2 separate regions of the Sander lucioperca genome follow, and region 1 is linked to region 2. Evidence: chromatin contacts called from public Hi-C data. All regions are on one chromosome and are shown on one strand. Each heading gives the region's core, a stretch centred on a gene start, on an enhancer-like site or on the middle of the called end of the contact. The rest is flanking DNA. Distances are from core to core; before and after follow the strand shown.

The links. Hi-C and Micro-C count contacts between places; a contact is called where the count stands out from the background.
Region 1: a Hi-C map of muscle shows a contact between it and region 2, with 3 times the contacts expected there. The contact joins the promoter of cks1b here to the promoter of dpm3 in region 2. A contact is called at or near these places in 2 of 2 Hi-C or Micro-C datasets (liver and muscle).

What each region holds. Positions count from the first base shown.
Region 1 is chr16:13,735,935-13,740,370 of SLUC_FBN_1.2, reverse strand. It overlaps cks1b (cyclin-dependent kinases regulatory subunit 1), which reads left to right and starts at 2,645. Exons shown (of 4, transcript XM_031296056.2): 1 at 2,645-2,805; 2 at 3,063-3,130; 3 at 3,294-3,421. The coding sequence starts at 3,072. It overlaps pbxip1a (pre-B-cell leukemia transcription factor-interacting protein 1), which reads right to left and starts at 1,883. Exons shown (of 11, transcript XM_035993295.1): 1 at 1,865-1,883; 2 at 488-618. The coding sequence starts at 562.
Region 2 is chr16:13,552,942-13,557,116 of SLUC_FBN_1.2, reverse strand. dpm3 (dolichol-phosphate mannosyltransferase subunit 3) reads right to left here and starts at 1,733. Exons shown (of 2, transcript XM_031296051.2): 1 at 1,610-1,733; 2 at 240-1,367. The coding sequence starts at 1,321. The coding sequence ends at 1,043.

The DNA.
Region 1 (4,436 bases), core at 1,396-3,895, 180 kb before region 2:
AAATAGGGTAAGCAAAATATTACCTCTCAGTATAATGCAATACATTGCCACAGCACTACAATACTACACACTCCTACAACCTTCACTATAACCTTCATAAAGGCATGATTTATTGCAGGGCTGTTGTATTACATTAGTTTTAATTGGGTGTGTGCCTAATAAACTGACAATTGTGTGTATACTGGTATCTAAGGAGGATCTTCTGCTTATTACATTATATATTTTTCTGTATTGAACGCAGCTGTCTTAACACAGACAGCCATGTACAAATACTTGCACATAGAGTTGAAATACGTTTCCCACAATTGAATAACTATGGGAAGCAGGGTGCAGGTACAAACATGCCATATTTAAAATGAACTTGTATTCATGAGCAAGGAAAATAACTATCATCCAAATTATATCCAGGCACACACAGAGCTTCAAGTTTCAGTTTCCCTGAGCTGCGTCTTTGTCATACCCTGTTTTATACTGTCTATGGTCATACCTCGGGGGAGAGGAGGGTCCAGCTGTTGGTTGAGGAGCCACTGCTGCTGCCTGTGCTGTTGCTGTTGTCAGACATCGCCCTCTTCAGGCTCAATTTGGCACAGCACGGTGCAGACTCAGCTTTATGATTTTCTGCAGACGACGACAGAAACAATGTATATTCGTTGATCATGCCTGATGCACACACAGCATGCCTTGTGGGAGTTAACTGGATTATCTAGATGTAATAATCTGACTCTAACATGGTTACACTGATATTTGTAGGCTACTTGCCAACAACCGTATGCGCAGTTCGAACATGAAGTAAACACAGAATTAAAAACTATGTCTCATTTTCGGCAATATTTTGATGGTGTTTTTGTAAATAATCGTTCAAGAGGACACGTATGCAATAACGTTACAGTTTGGGACCTAATTTACCACAGACATGAGATAAAGACCAGATTGTCGTTAATACAAGTTATGTAACGGTGTGTTGGCATCCATACTGCTGCGCAGTTTTTTTTTTTTAAAAGGGTTCAGTCAGAAGAAACAGGAATCTCCTGATTGTTTTCATCACTGCTGCTTTTCCCAGCCAACTTTTCATTCAGATCCATGCATCCAGTCAATCTGTGTGCCAGTTAAATTACCAAAAATGGTCAAACCGCAGACACGAGCAGCTCTTTGATCCAGACAAACAACGGTTGATACTCACGTGTCGACAACACTATGTGCGCTAAAGTTCTGTTTAGCACACATAAGAAACAAAAATGAAGGGGCTATAACTGTTGTAGCAACTAAATCCAGGGTTCACTCATAATGGTAAACAAAGGATGGTAACATGGATGGTAGGCTGAATATTCCCACTGCACTCTTCCGCGTTCTCACTCAGGCCCAGCTGTTCGCCAGCACCTGCTCGACGCTACCAAATTTAACACAAAGAAGACGTTTTATTTACCCAATTTGTTTACACCTCAGTCGCTCGCTGTTTTTCCCTTCAAAACGTTTTGTTTTTTAGTATGAACAACGCTCTTCTCTTCCCGTGAACTTGGGAACTTTGGGAATTCCAAGCTGCGTCACGTCGACCAAGGCGCCGTTCGTCCAATAGGGTTTCAGCAGAGGAGAAGGACCTCCCGCCCCTGAATCACGGCTAGACCAATCAGATATAAGTGTCGTGTCAGGAAAACGACGCACAGCCCTGCTTGATTGACGCCTGCAGGTGAAAGTGGCAGGCGATAGACACTGACGCTTTTAATAATACAACGCCATGTGTGAACCGTCCCTTAAGATGCATGGGTTTACACACACACACATATATATTTATACAGAAGAGTGAGGCTACCAGGACCAGCCGCACACTGACACGTCTGCAGAGCTATATTTGAACTGCGGGACTTACCAGGGTGGATAACCCCTCTACTCCGATTGCTCCTGTGTGGACATCGATTTCATCATCTGGATCCTTTTACTCTAAAATTAGAGTATGTAAACGGTTTGTGATAGGGACATTTACTTTAACACATCTGCATATCTGACACAAGAACCCACACAAACACACACGCCATTAAAAATGATTGAGTCTGTGGTTCCAGATAAATAGGCTTTAGATTACAGTGGTAAAAATGGACTCAGAAAACCACCGTGTAAAACTACCCCTAAATGAAAGGAGTATGGCCTCTCGTAGTTCGAATAGATCATAAAAAAAAATCATAACTTTTTTGAGAAGTTGTTTAAAATAGAGGTCATTCATCGGGAAGTCTTGTGTATTAACATATATTAGCTCTGAAAGTATCATGTCACCCCTTCTATGTATTTGCTTAAATAAAACTGTCAAAATCATGAAAGAGAGAGTTCTATCTTTCCCTCAGGATGAATAAAGTATCTATCTATCTATCTATCTATCTATCTAATAATAACAGTTCTTATAATACATCCATACTCAATGGTAGATATGCATATACATCTACATCCATAGTCAATGACATGTCATGTTTGGGCTGTGTGTATTATACTTTCTGGAAGTTATATCCTTTAGTTAGTTCTCTTAATACATCCATGACGGTTTAAATGGATCTTTGGCATGCTACATATGTTGACCAATCACGAGGCCCTGTAGCGATTACGAAGATTTACTGCGACAGACAGAACAGACCAATGGCAAGGGGGCTATAATGGATGGATTGACCAATGGGATGAGACGAGGTCTATTTGAACGGTCATAAGCGGGCTAGCAAACATTCGAGAGGGAAACAAAGAGGGGTCAACATCTTACTACTTTTGAACGCGAAAAACTGGAATTATTAACTTTTTCTGATCAGGATACTTTGGCAACCATATAAGGTAACTTTGAAGCCCCATTGATTGCGCCACACAATAGCAGAAACATAGAAAGGCGTTTACGTAAGTTGTCAGAGATAACGCTTGTTCTCGGCTAACTTGAGCAACGTTAGCTTAACGTTACTGTTAGCTGCACTCGCTTAGCGATGCAAACAAAAAAAAAACCGGAAACTTGCTGCCACGTTGTCCCCTAAATATTAGTGTAATATGCCTTATTGCTGATTCTGAATGTTGACTAATGTTAAAAATCTCTCCACCAGGTCTCCATCATGTCTCACAAACAGATATACTACTCTGATAAATATGACGATGACAAATACGAGTACAGGTGTGTATGGCTAATGTTTATCCAACATACAATTTAATTTTCTCAAGCGTGTCAACGTTATCATAACGATTTTAGCAAAGTGGCTTTGTAGAGAAACTAATCATCACTTTGCGTTGGTGCATTAGCTAATATTCTGCTTAATATCCGCCCTCATTTTCTACAGGCATGTAATGTTACCCAAAGACATTGCAAAGCGTGTACCCAAGACCCATTTGATGTCGGAGACAGAGTGGAGGAACCTGGGAGTCCAGCAGAGCCAAGGATGGGTGCATTACATGATCCACCAGCCAGGTAGTTTATCTTGTTTCTAAACAAAGCAGTCATAAATATCATGATTTGATCGCTTTCTGTTAAATATTGTTTCCTTGGTCCTACTTTATTATCATGCCAATAATAGACGAGACTGTACCTGATGGGGCCACTGGATGGAAAAGAGGCTTATCTAAAGTTACTCTATTTTTACAAAAGTACAGTGCCATAATAGCTGTAAGGCTTTGGTTATGATCAAGTGTGAAAGTGGGATCTGATCTATATGATGACGTTCATCAAAAGTATTATAAAGTCTAGATATTTGAGACAAATATGTATAAAATGGCTTCTGTGCCAGAGATTATTTGACTGCAGGGCACACTAACTCTATGAGCAACTGTTCTCTTTTACAGTTGTCATGTGCTGAATCTGTTTACAAAATCGTGACCCCAAGCTGAAACTTATCAGGCACATGACACAATGTTGAGTGATATGTCACCAATTTGCATTTAGGGCTGCACGATATGAGGAAAATATCTAATTACGATTATTTTGACTGACATTGCAATATGATTCACGATATTGAAAGGAATGATCATGTTTGTATCATTATTTTCATTGACTAATATTACATTTTAAACAATTAAAAGGATTATAGTGTGATTTTCTTTTTTATGATTAATTGTGCAGCCCTACATTTAACTGAACTTGTCCACTGTAGGGTTTGTTAATTGAAAGTTGAAGCCCCCCCCCTTCCCATATTTGCCCCTCTATACTTTAGCTAACACAATTGCCAATAAGGGGACCTCCTCTTGATATCTTTTAGGCAGAAGGTGAGAGATGCAAAGTCTGATGTGGGGATTTGATGTCAAAATGGGTTAAATTGCACCTTTTTCGAAGAGGTGGTACAGATTCAATTCAATTCAATTTTATTTATAGTATCAAATCATAACAAGAGATATCTCGAGACACTTTACAGATAGAGTAGGTCTAGACCAAACTCTGTACTTTACGAAGCCCCAACTATTACAGTGGTTGCCTCAGATGAGTGGTGAAC
Region 2 (4,175 bases), core at 484-2,983:
CCTCTGTGAGGGTAGAAAAGGAAATGCACATTTCATGTCGTTAACTACTGTACAAAATGGGACAAAAGTGTCTTGTACAGAGGGAGGCATTGAGAAGTTGATATAAAGCCCTGAGCCATGTGGGTTATGCTTGGAGAAGGAATGCATCATATATGCAAGCACTCAAGCACATACTCGCATACTTCCTGGCCCTATTGGAACCCCCAACCCACAAACACACACACATTTGTAGTCAGAAAAACTGAAGAAAAATAGACTCCAATTTAATTAAGTTCCAGCAATAGCCCAAGGTCACAAGTCTGAAATTGGACAATGGAATGTACATTTCTTTACAGATAAAATCTAGTCCATCTATACAGACGAGCAACAATCTCCAGACACACACAACAATGTCCACACTGTGTAGTACTATTTGAGATTTGACACAGATTGAAAGCATCTGAGAATTCCTAGTGGTAACAGTCTTTAGTGAGATTGTTCCGGTGTGACCCTTTGGTTTCATTTGATGGCATTTCAGTGATCGGCAACTTAGATGATAATTTAGCAGAGCAGTGGTTCTCAGGGGGATTTAATTGTGTGCCATTCGCATCCAAAGACAGCACCATGTTTGTTCACGGTTTAGCTCCTTTCTTTTATCTGGATTGAGGTGTGTTAATCAGTTAAACCACCTGTTACAAAATGATTCAAACAGAAACTGGTGTTGTTGAATATAATTCCGTTACTTCATAAAAGAGGTCTTTAAATGGTGAGAATAAAAAAAAAAAAAATAGTCAAACTGCTGTGTTGTCACTTATGAGTAACCCTGAAATCACTGGCCGTTAATTTCTAATTTCCTGAAGCACATTTGATCTATGTCTTATTTGAAAGAGATGACACTACATAACACAAAACAAACTATGCTGCATAAAGAGTCATTATAACTGATGTTCAGATCATGTCTGCTGAAAACAAAAAAAGAGGGAGTCAGACAGGTTGTGTGTGAAAGTAGTCCGTGCATCCCTTTCAGTCTCTCAAAAGATCCTCCATTAGTCCTTCTCAAGTTCTACATCTTTAATCCCTTTTTCCTTAAGTCCTCTTTGGCTTCTTTTATCTGCCCCTGCAGCTCTTTTGCCGCCTCGTCACAGTCATTAAAGGTGGCCACCCTGTATCCCACCGTGGCCAGGGAGTAGCAGCCAAATGAAACCAGCAGGTACAGAGGCATCGGCCAGGCGACCTCTCTGTAAGTCTGCGGCAGGCTCAGGTCCAACAGGTCGAAAGAGACCAAAGCCCAGGCTGCGCCCACCACCGACACACCGAACAGCCACTCCATAAGTTTTGTCATGATGAGAGCTGCCGCGAGGATTTCAGATGAGGAGCTGGGAAAGAACCTGAAGGAGAAACGAACGGTTAAAAGGTTATTTATTCATACATACCGTTAGCTTAGCTTTAGCACACCAAAGTAGCATCGTGTTAGCTAACGTTATGTAGCTACAACACACGAGGAAGACAAACAGCAGGTAGGCAACAGGAATATGTGGTCATACACAACCAACTAAAGGGAAATATTTATTCGGTTAAATAGCATTTCGTTCAATGATACGTTTTAGAACAAATAATCCGATGTGTTTACCTCCTCTCAAACGCCACCTCAGCTCTGCGCAGAATTATGACGTAACCGTCACGCCTTATGGGAAATGCAGTCACTGCTGTGTTGCTTCAAAAATTCCAACAGATCTACTGAATTATTGATCAGGTAAGATGTAAGATACGAACTTTATTGTCATTATACTGTTGTGCAAGACAACAATACAATGAAATTGCGATGACACTCCCTGAAATTAAAAACAATCTATATGAAAAAAAGATAACATATTTATTTGTTCATTTTCTTTTAACTTACAAATCGGAGAATTAATTATTCACAAGCAAAAACAAGTTTTATTAAAGCTTAAATATTTAATAATTATTAAGATTTACAACTCGAATCTCAAAAATCTTTTGTGATCTATTGAAGACATAACTAGATAATTAGCCTAGTATTTTGCATGCAAACCCTTAACTATTTATCTATCTACATATTTAATGATGTATTTTGTTACTATTGTTGTCACACTATATTCTACATGTCCTGTTTTGTTGTTGTAATGACCCACTATTTGTATGAGGAGTGAGAAAACAGTGGTCAGAAAGATTACTACATTCCCTCATTATACTTATTACTCAATAAATCTCAATGTTTGCTGCTGTCTATGTTTTTCATTAAAACGTTGCCGTAGACTGTTGTCTGATGCATTAACAACACCAGCGCCCTGTCAGCTGAGAGACAGAAAACAATTTGTTTCAACTAAGTCTATAATGAGGCCCCCAGTCAGGCTTTTAACACACATTAGACCTTAAACTGTTTCTCTGTGCCATCCTCTTAATTTAGAAAAGCCATTTTGAAAATTAGTTTACCATTAGTACTAGCTGAAAGCTATCCATAAATACTAATGTTATTCCAAAGCGGGGAATCCAACAACAATTTCATTAGGGGCCTCCGGGAGCACACTGTCTGACCTCAGTGTCTTTAGGTGCGCTGGGGCACGTCCGTTCATTCAGGGCGGTGAACTGTCCAGGTGCAGAGGGCACAGACCTCTCCAGAGTGAAATCAGGAGGAGTGGGAGATGTAAACATCATTCAGTTAGCTGGAGAAAGGGACGCACCAAAGAGCCACTGAGAAATAAACATCATTCTTTGGGGGAAAATGGAGAGTTATTCTTAGGACGGTGATGTTTATGTTTGTCTGCACCAGTGTTAATAGTGTAAGTGACAATCTGCGTGTCTGCCAGAGGGGTGAAGCCTGTTTCTTCTGTTTATGGAGACTGGTATATGCAAGACTGGAAGATAATCTGGGTTTATGTCTGTTTGCTGAAACATAAATCTTGGAATCCTAATAATCAACAATTATCTTTCCAAGTCTGCAATGTAGTTCGAGGAATATGCGTATGGCTTTGTATAACAGCTATGATACTATGGCCTAAATGTCCACCGATGTGTATTGTGTTTAAATTTCCTTTACAAGAAGCTGCAACTCATGATTATATCCATTATTGATTGATATGCTGACTATTGTCAGATTACAATCTTAATAAAACATATATGTTTTATTAAGATTTTAATTATTTAATAATTGAATCTGTAAAATCGCAGACAATTTCCCACTGCCCAAGGTAACATCTTACATTTCAACACCCAAAGATATTCATTTAGAGAAAAACAGCAGATCCTAACATTTTAGAAGTTGAAACCAATAAATGTTTTGCATACTTTTGCTAGATAAATTACTTAAATTATTAATTAATTAATTATCAAAATTGTGGTCATGGAATGTTCTGTCAATCCGATAATAACCAGACTATATTCAAAGTTGTCTCCTTAAGAAATATAGTGGAAAATTAAAAGCTAGAAACTCAAACCTTCAGACTGAAATTAAATAATACTTTGAATTGGTCAGGTTACTTCACTGCATCGATAGAATAAAGCAAATCCAGGTGGGATTACCCATGACATGCTGCATCATTACATACATCATCCATCGGTATGAGCAGCAGTGTGAGTGTGTGTGATGCTCAGTGGGAACAGTCGAGCTGGCTTTTCTCACTGTATCTCCCTGCCAGCTCCTGTTCCGTTCCAGTACTCAGGAAACCTGTGCTCCATCCGAGAAGGCCTGGCAGACACAACACAACAGCCTGTGAGCAGGAGGGGCATTAAAACCGAGAGAATGAGAGAGAGACACAAAAATAGAGAAAGAAAGGGAGAGGGAAGGGGACATGTAGAGTGAGACAGAAAATGAGATGGGGATATATAGGGAACCAGAGTGAGAGAGGGGTGAAGCAACGGCAGCAGTTACTTTTTCTGGAAGAACCAGAAAAGAGAGGGAGGGGGGGTTTCATAGCTGACAGGGCAAGAGCGAGAAAGCTGAGAGGGCCAGGAATAAAAAGAAAGGGTGACTGAGTATGTGGACGAAAGAGGAGAGGGCAACAGAGAAAAGAGGAGAGGAGGGAGCAGACAGGGGAGAGAGGTTTAGACAGGGGGGTGAAATCAGGGGATTTGCAGGTGCAGCTTGAACAACCAATGACCTTAATGGTGCATTAAATCCAGCTGTTCCTTATCCAGACTTTCCTTCAATCCCCCTAACACCTTCAACTGCACAATAG